Linked DNA regions of Gossypium hirsutum: region 2 is linked to region 1. A link is a contact called in public Hi-C data. All regions are on one chromosome and are shown on one strand. Each heading gives the region's core, a stretch centred on a gene start, on an enhancer-like site or on the middle of the called end of the contact. The rest is flanking DNA. Distances are from core to core; before and after follow the strand shown.

The links. Hi-C and Micro-C count contacts between places; a contact is called where the count stands out from the background.
Region 2: a Hi-C map of leaf shows a contact between it and region 1, with 3 times the contacts expected there. The contact joins the promoter of LOC107926888 here to the promoter of LOC107926882 in region 1. A contact is called at or near these places in 2 of 34 Hi-C or Micro-C datasets (both in leaf).

The regions. Positions count from the first base shown.
Region 1 is chrA08:93,901,518-93,905,588 of Gossypium_hirsutum_v2.1, reverse strand. It overlaps LOC107926882 (nuclear transcription factor Y subunit B-5), which reads left to right and starts at 2,535. Exons shown (of 1, transcript XM_041074652.1): 1 at 2,535-3,129. The coding sequence starts at 2,561. The coding sequence ends at 3,013.
Region 2 is chrA08:94,347,304-94,351,381 of Gossypium_hirsutum_v2.1, reverse strand. It overlaps LOC107926888 (E3 ubiquitin-protein ligase RFI2), which reads right to left and starts at 2,071. Exons shown (of 6, transcript XM_016857828.2): 1 at 1,689-2,071; 2 at 1,155-1,327; 3 at 469-527. The coding sequence starts at 1,884. It overlaps LOC121204554 (a long non-coding RNA gene), which reads right to left. Exons shown (of 2, transcript XR_005899601.1): 2 at 3,839-4,078.

The DNA.
Region 1 (4,071 bases), core at 1,286-3,785:
ATTTAATGTATATAGGTTTATAGTAAATAAAACGTTGATATATTATTAAAAACTTTACAAAATGTAAATATTTAAAAGTAATGATTAAAACTCTTGTCTAATAAAACTCGGTGTGTTAGCCTGATGGTTAGGGTATTCACCATCCTAGGTGTAGCCTAGGTTCAGTCGCACTAGTCACGTTATTGTCAGGATTTTACTTTTCTCTTGAAATTCACCAAAAAAAAAAACTCTTATCTAACACTTAAAAGGTGTTAGTTTATACTTTGTCATTCCTTTTCTTCAATAATATTATAATGATAAAGAAAATTTTTTAAACTTCTTTAGAATTTAATTAAATTTATTAATAGATGATATCATAAAATTTACTGAGTGAATGCATTAAATATGAATCCACTAAATGTTGTAAATTTTAATCAAAGAATTAGATTACTAAATTTAAGTTTCATTTTCTAAATAATTGCTTGTGAACTTTAAGTATCACATGTTTTATTTATTTTGCTAGAATCCATATACGCTTTAATTAAGTGCCCATGATCTTAATTGAGACATGTTATCCCATTGCATAATGATTTTCAACAAATTTAGCCTACTTGTCCAAGAGATCAACAAAAGAAATGCTACAAATACCTTTGTTAAACCTAGGATTTAGTCCATTGACAAAGCCATAGTAGCCAAGGATAAGGCATAGCTTAATTGTTAGATACATTCTCTACTAATTTTTCTATTGAATAGTGATTAATGATTTGTGTTTAAATATTTAATTGATATTAGTTTTGTATTTAATCCTTAGATAACAGTTTTTCTTACCTTTGCTAAAAAAATGGGACAAATTAACATTTAATCCCTAAGTTTGACAGTTTTTTTTACTTTGGTTCTTTTTTTTGTCTATATTAATTTGGATTTTGATAAAATTTCTTAATTTAGTTATTAAACTTGGATTATGTTAAAGTGTGATTATGTAATTCTCTAAAATTATGCCATATCAAGACCTAAATTTTATTATAATTTCTTAATACTTAATTATTTTTTAGATTTAATTTTAATACTCTTTATTTAAATTCAAAGACTTAATTACGAAAAGCTACCAAGGTATATTTGTACACTAAATGATGCTTTATCCTCCAAGAATCTTCACTAATTTTTTTTCTTTCTCTTATAAAGATGTATACAAATTTATATAACCCAAAACACATTTTTAATATTTATAAAAAAATTACCACTAAAAAAAATTCTTAATTAGCATGCAGCGCATCAAATATCTTCTCTAAACTATTCATCATCCAAGGTCTTCTTTTCTTTCACAAATATTCAATTTTGTGAGACAACAATGATTGATTCCAAATGAACAATAAGAATATAATAAATTATAATTAGTTTACATAAGCAAACCCACTTTCATCATTAATAAATAAATAATTAAGTTAAAACCTCACGCTTAGTACTATATATAGAATGCAAGCTTGAATTAATAACTAAACAAAAATCATATACATACACATGACATGCATATGTAATGTGATTCATCATTCATCAAGATTAATGGCCTTAATAATTTACTTACTTTGGTCATCATAGGGCTATACGTGGCATTATATACCAAGTCCAGAGTTTCAGGATCGTGTAACCCGAACCACATGACTTCACAACATAAACAACTATTAAAAAAAGTGAAACAATTTCATGTCGTGTAGTGTGACATAAATAATCTCAAGTACGAAAAACCCTAAATTAGTAGGTAATCCAACTTTATTAGTGCTTTAATTTAGAATTAATTTTGTTGCAGCTATGGCAAGAACCCCACACGTGCATATCTTTAAGTCCACACATTTCAAATTTTCAGATTTTTCTATTTATAATATTTATTTTTTTTGAGTTCCAACCTTATTGAGAGCAGACTATGAAGAGGGACCATTGTCTGTAAGTGATAAGTTTTGAGTATTTTTCTTTATGCCTTTTTAAGGTTTAGTTTGCTCCCACGATCCCCTACTCTTACGAATATTTAATGTATTATTAGTACTTATCTAATATTAATAAATAATAATATAACACTTTATTATTAGTGAAATAAAAATAATAATAGAGAAATTATAAAAAACTCTAACTTGTAAACTCAAACCCTAAACGTAATGTGTGATTTAAATTTTAAATCCTTTACCATAAACATTAAACTCGAAATTTAAAATCTGAACAAATCGTAATAAGTATAATCGACATTTACTTATGTTTAAATAAATCTATATATTAATATATATTTATAAGTTCTCAAATATTTTTTATTTTACTTAATAATGATTTTTCATATTATTAACTGATAATGTATAAAATATTATTTTTTAATAAGAAAATCAAATCCACACCAACAATGCTTTGTATTGGTTGATCGGTTTATATCATGAATTGTCATGTAGTCGAATAAATTTTACCATTTTACTATTTATATGTATATAGATGTGTGTATGTATATAAATAAGTATGAGCCTATATAATAGCAAATTAGCAGTTAGAAGAGACGTGTCTGAGTTTAAGAGGTATAATTTTTTTTTTTTTGCTTTTAATAGAAATGGCTGATAAAATAGGGATTAATAATTTAGATAGTGAAGGTCTTAAGTACAACTTTGCCACAGGCGCTGCTAGTAGTGTCCTCTCAGGCGAGGATGGCATCATCAAGGAACAAGACCGGCTGCTTCCGATAGCGAATGTCGGCCGGATCATGAAGCAGATCCTACCTCCCAACGCCAAGATCTCCAAGGAAGCCAAAGAAACCATGCAGGAATGCGTGTCGGAGTTCATCAGCTTCGTCACCGGGGAGGCATCCGAAAAGTGCCACAAGGAGAAGCGGAAGACGGTTAACGGGGACGACGTTTGTTGGGCACTGGCAACGCTAGGGTTTGACAACTACGCCGAGCAATTGAAGAGGTATTTGCATAGGTATAGGGAACAAGAAGGAGAAAGAGTTAGCCAAAATAGGGCTATCGAGAGGAGCGATAGCTCTCTTGCAACAAGGCCCTTTTGAAAGGGACAATACTACAATAAAATTAATATTCAAAAACTTGATTTTTACATTAAGCACTCTGTGTTTCTCTGACGTTTGTTTTCTGAATTGAGTAATATCAGCTTTAGAATTGTTGAGGTTTTTTTTTTCCTTTAAATTTATTTGCAGGTATTTTGTTTAAAGTTTAAACCACAAAATTGGGATTTTGTGTACGAAAATTTTAGGGTTTGTTTTATGCTTCTTCTTGCTTTCTTTCTTTTTTGGCTTACTTAAATTTCGATTTTGATCTGATTTCTTCGACTGTTTTTGACTACTTTGAGTGTTCTTCATTGGCACCAAAGAGTAAAGACTACTAATTTCAACTTTCAAGCTTGTTTTTTATGCATATTGTGGATGTTGGATCAAAATTTGAGGATTATATCCGATTTAGATTTCAAATTTAATAGAGAGCTGAGCAAATGCCTAGTGTAGCCATTTCTTCATTTACCCTTTGGAAATAGTCAATTAGTCATACTTATCCAAGGTTAGGGTTTGTGTCTGAAAATCCGAGATCTTGGGACCACAGTAAGTATTTGGACATTTCTTTGTTTTGTCGTGAAAACCCCGCATCAGGTCTCGATCATGATGCAAGCAATTAATATATATTAATGTAAATAATATTCAAAGGGATTGAATATATAGTTTTCCTGCAACTGAGGATGATTGAGAGATGGGTTGATGCAGAAAAATGAATTAGAGAATTAATAAAAACATAGGAGCTGAGTAAGTAATGGTTTCTAGGGTTTGTCATTTGGAACTTCTTGTGTTTAAATTAACCGTTTGAAAAGATACCTGTCTGAAAGAAAAACAAAAGTAAAAGATTCTATTTGATTCTTTTTTTCTTATTTATTTCAGACAAGCAACAAATTTATTGTGAAAACCTAGACAAACAGCCCCTTCGAACCCTAACATAACATCTTTTAATTTGCTTTCTAATGAAATTTCTTTTCTTAATTAATTGTCAACTTCCCTTGTCTTCTTCGTTCATTTAATCAATTTAGACTAACGGGTAACTTAAATTCAATTAGGTAAAGTTTAGT
Region 2 (4,078 bases), core at 822-3,321, 450 kb before region 1:
CTGATACCAAGTTGTTATGCGCCGTGGCGTAGGATCTAGTCACAGGTCTAGACGAGAAAGAATTCTTGCTTCGACCTATGGTTACTCAAAAGGCAGATTCGTCATTGACTGAACCCCCTCTCAAAATAATGTTTCTTTTGATAGAATAATTGCTTTCCTCTTTATTTCATATTGACAGCCTTTTATAGACTGTTAATGACAAAGGAAAGAGTCCTAATTGACATAAAATAGAATTCCTAACTTAAGAGTTTATGAAGGAAATAAAAACCTAATATAATAGATAAGTAAAACTAAAACTCTTAGTAAAACCTGATATATAATAAATAAATAAAACTAAAAACTCCTATTGCAATTAAAGTGTCCATATCACAATTCAAGAGAAAATGATTTAAAACGGTCCCGCAATTGTAGTACAAGAAAAAATGGTCAAAATGAAACCAACACCTCAAAAAGAGAGATAACGCTTACTCAGATGATGAACCGATTCTTGTGAATTCGCCATATGGACACCACTGAGCTCTAAATTGCTGCTATAAAAAAAAGGTACTAAGACAGTGTGATCACAAAGCTCAAATGAAGAACACATTGTAAGCAAGAATTAACCAACACTTTCAATAATAGCTAACAAAAAGTGGATTCAAAGAAGAAAAACATATGGCACCTATACAACAAGTTCTGTAACAGAAAACAATAGAAAGAAGATAAATGAATCACGGTTTTTAAACTTTTCTTTCTGTGAACACTGAAGCTTATATTTATGCATGTTAGTGCGTAGACATGAAGGCCCTGATTGGTATGAAAGATGGAAATGAGATAGGATGGAAAATTTGTTAAGCTAATGGTTAAGCTACAAAGTAGGAAACTAATTATGAATTTTAACCTTCAGATAAATAAATTTTCCATCCATACTCCTTTCCGTCCTTTGTACGGAGCCAAGCCAAAGAGTAGCATAAAGATAACACATATCACATGACAAGTCATAATTTATATCGAACTGAGAGACTAGAATTTGAGGCATGCCATTAGATGCATGTCAAGAGTTTGAAAACATAACATCACATCAAGTTAAGAAACAAGCTAATTGCAGAAGCTGATTGATGTATGCTTAATAAACAACAATACCAACAAATAGAAAACATAGGAATTTGCTTTACCATTTCAGAATAAACTGGCTCATAATAATCATCATCAAGATTCCAGTCCTCCATGGTTAGCTCAGGAAGCGATCGGTTGGATCCATTCGCATACAACCACTGACCTTTTTCTACCTTTCGGCAATTCGGGCATTGCATCGCCCCCTTCATATTAAAGGCCGAACCAATGCAATCTGCAAATATGGGTCCAGTAGCAGGAAATAACCCAAACCAACAATGACAAGAACACATAAAATCATGGTTCAAGCAGAAACAGTAAATGCATGAAGTTTGCTTCATCTGTTTAAGGCACTTTCCTTAAAGCTACACATCTTTTTGAATGGCAACCAATTATATCAAACTGACAAAGATTATTCAACTAGACTTCTATCATCATAATTTCATTGATAAAAAGCCAGAAATAATTCGCATAAATGATTTTTTTACCAAAAAAAAAAACGGATGAGATGTTAATAAGCAGCGACAGAACTTACAAAATCATTTTACCCCAATTTTAAAAAAAAACAGCATAATTAAGAAAAAAATTAAAATTACCTAGATGGAATTGATGACCACATAGAAGCTTAGCCCTGGATCTACCTCCAGTATCGGAGACCAAATCAAGGCAAATCGAGCAAGAGACATCAGAAGAAGATGGGGGAACAGCACCAACATCCCCATCAGGACCGTCCATCAATTGATGATGATCATCATGATCAAGATCAAGTAGAGAGGCTTTGGAGCGCACCATACCCTTTCTTTGAACAATCAAAAAAGCATACAAAAAAGAAAGAAAGAAAACCCAAACTTGAATTTGTAGTGAATGGGGAGGTTTGTGAATCTGCTGTGTGTTTTGGTTTGGATGTGAAGAAATCTATCCGATGTTTCGGTGTCCCACCTGTCAGATTACTTGGATGGGACTTTCAACAGTTTTATACGCTCTGTTGTCTTTTACTGGATTTTTTTGTTTTATATAAAGTTTACTCTCTTTTTTCTTTTTTTTTTAAATTACATTAACGTTGGTATTTTTATTAAATAAAAAAATCAGCAATTTTTGCCTTTAATCTCTATTACTATTAAATGCTTCCTTGAGTTGTATAATGAGTTAGCATACAGCAAAAAATAATAATAATAATAACAATTTTATTATTATGTTTATAATAATTTTATTTTTTAATAAAATAAATAATTTAAACTTCAAATTTAAAAGAAATTTCAAAATAGATAAATTATTAAATTGGGAGATTTAATATTCTTTAAATCCTAATTTCAACCTTGATGTTGATTTCATATTTTTTTCTTTCAATTTATAATTTGGATGTCACATGATTTAATATCACTAAAAATGTATTACTACGTAAAAAAAACCATATAGTATTATTTTTCTCATGAAAAGATGAAATATTTTTACATTTATGTTAGATTTTTTTATACCCTATAATAATCAAGTTTTTAGTAAAATCAATTTTTTATATTTTATTTTAATTCACTATAAAAAAAATTCACTTATAAAAAAAATCAATCATTGGTATAAAATACATTATTTACTAAATTATTTATTTATAATAACATATTATCTAAGTAAAATTCTTACTATTTTATATAAGCAAGCCTGTTAATTATAATTTATTACATAAAAATAATCTTAATTAAAATATTTAAATTTTACGTGAAAAAGTTTATTAATCATATTTTATCATATGAAATAATTTTCAATGGTTAAAATTAAAGATATCAATTCAATAAGCTACTAAGTTTGCTAATTTAATATTCTATTATGAATCTAATGGTAAATTAATTATTAATTTAATTTGATAACTCAAATTGATTAATTGAACTTTTTAAATTTATAAACTTTATAATTAATCAATGTAAAATAAAATTTATATAAAAGTAATAATACAGCGGTATGTTAATTTAATTCACACTTTTTATTAAACGTAATTCTCTTTTTCTTTTCCTCTTTTTTTTTTTTATGCAGATTCACATTCACCGTATAAATCCTATGGTTGATTTATAAACCACTTCTTTATAACAGAAGAAGAGGGTTATTGATGATTTGGAGATTGAAAATAGATAGAGATAAATGGATAATGAAAATGTTGATGGGCTGGCTAGAACTTTTAAGGCCCGTAAGTTCTTTAATTAGTCCTTGGACGATCCTTGATGCCGCAAAATCCATCTACCCTTGATGAAGCTTCCAGACTGCCACGCTTCCACTTGCTCTCGGGATCCTATTAAGAATACTCCAATTTGACTTTAATAAAATTTCATGTCGATTTCATAATTATGAAGTTGAGTTAAATTCGAGTTTAATACAACTTGTTAATTTTATTCAACTTTTATTTTTAATATTTTTATATTATTAAATTATATTATTATGATGTGTCCCCTTTAGGCTTGATTATAGGTTGGTCGGGTTGACTTTAGGTCGGGCCAATTTAAAATTTTAAGTTTATTTTTTAGGCTTAAACTCGACCCGACTTGAAAAAGAGAATAAAATTTTATCTAAACCCGACTATGATAAAAAAATGTTAAATTTGAAGTCGGTCCGACTGTATTAAATTTTTTTATATAAAATAAACTAAAATATATATAATACATCAAATTTACTAAAAAATATTTTTTTTTGAACAAATTAAAAATATATTAAGAAAATCTTTATACTTAAATAATACTAAAATAGTTAAAACTTAACAAGCAAATGCCTCTAAAATATTAGCAAAATTAATAATAAAATAAAAATTATACGATATCCAAATAAAAAATAAAGTAGTAATATTGTACAAGCCCGATTCTGCCCGAGCCTCAAAAGCCCTACCAATTAACCCAACAATTAAATAAAAAGCTCAAATAAACTAAACCAACAGACCCAAAACCTAATATACCCAATTCAAGCCCAAACCCAATAGTTTAACCTAACCCTAGCCCAGACAAAATCAAAA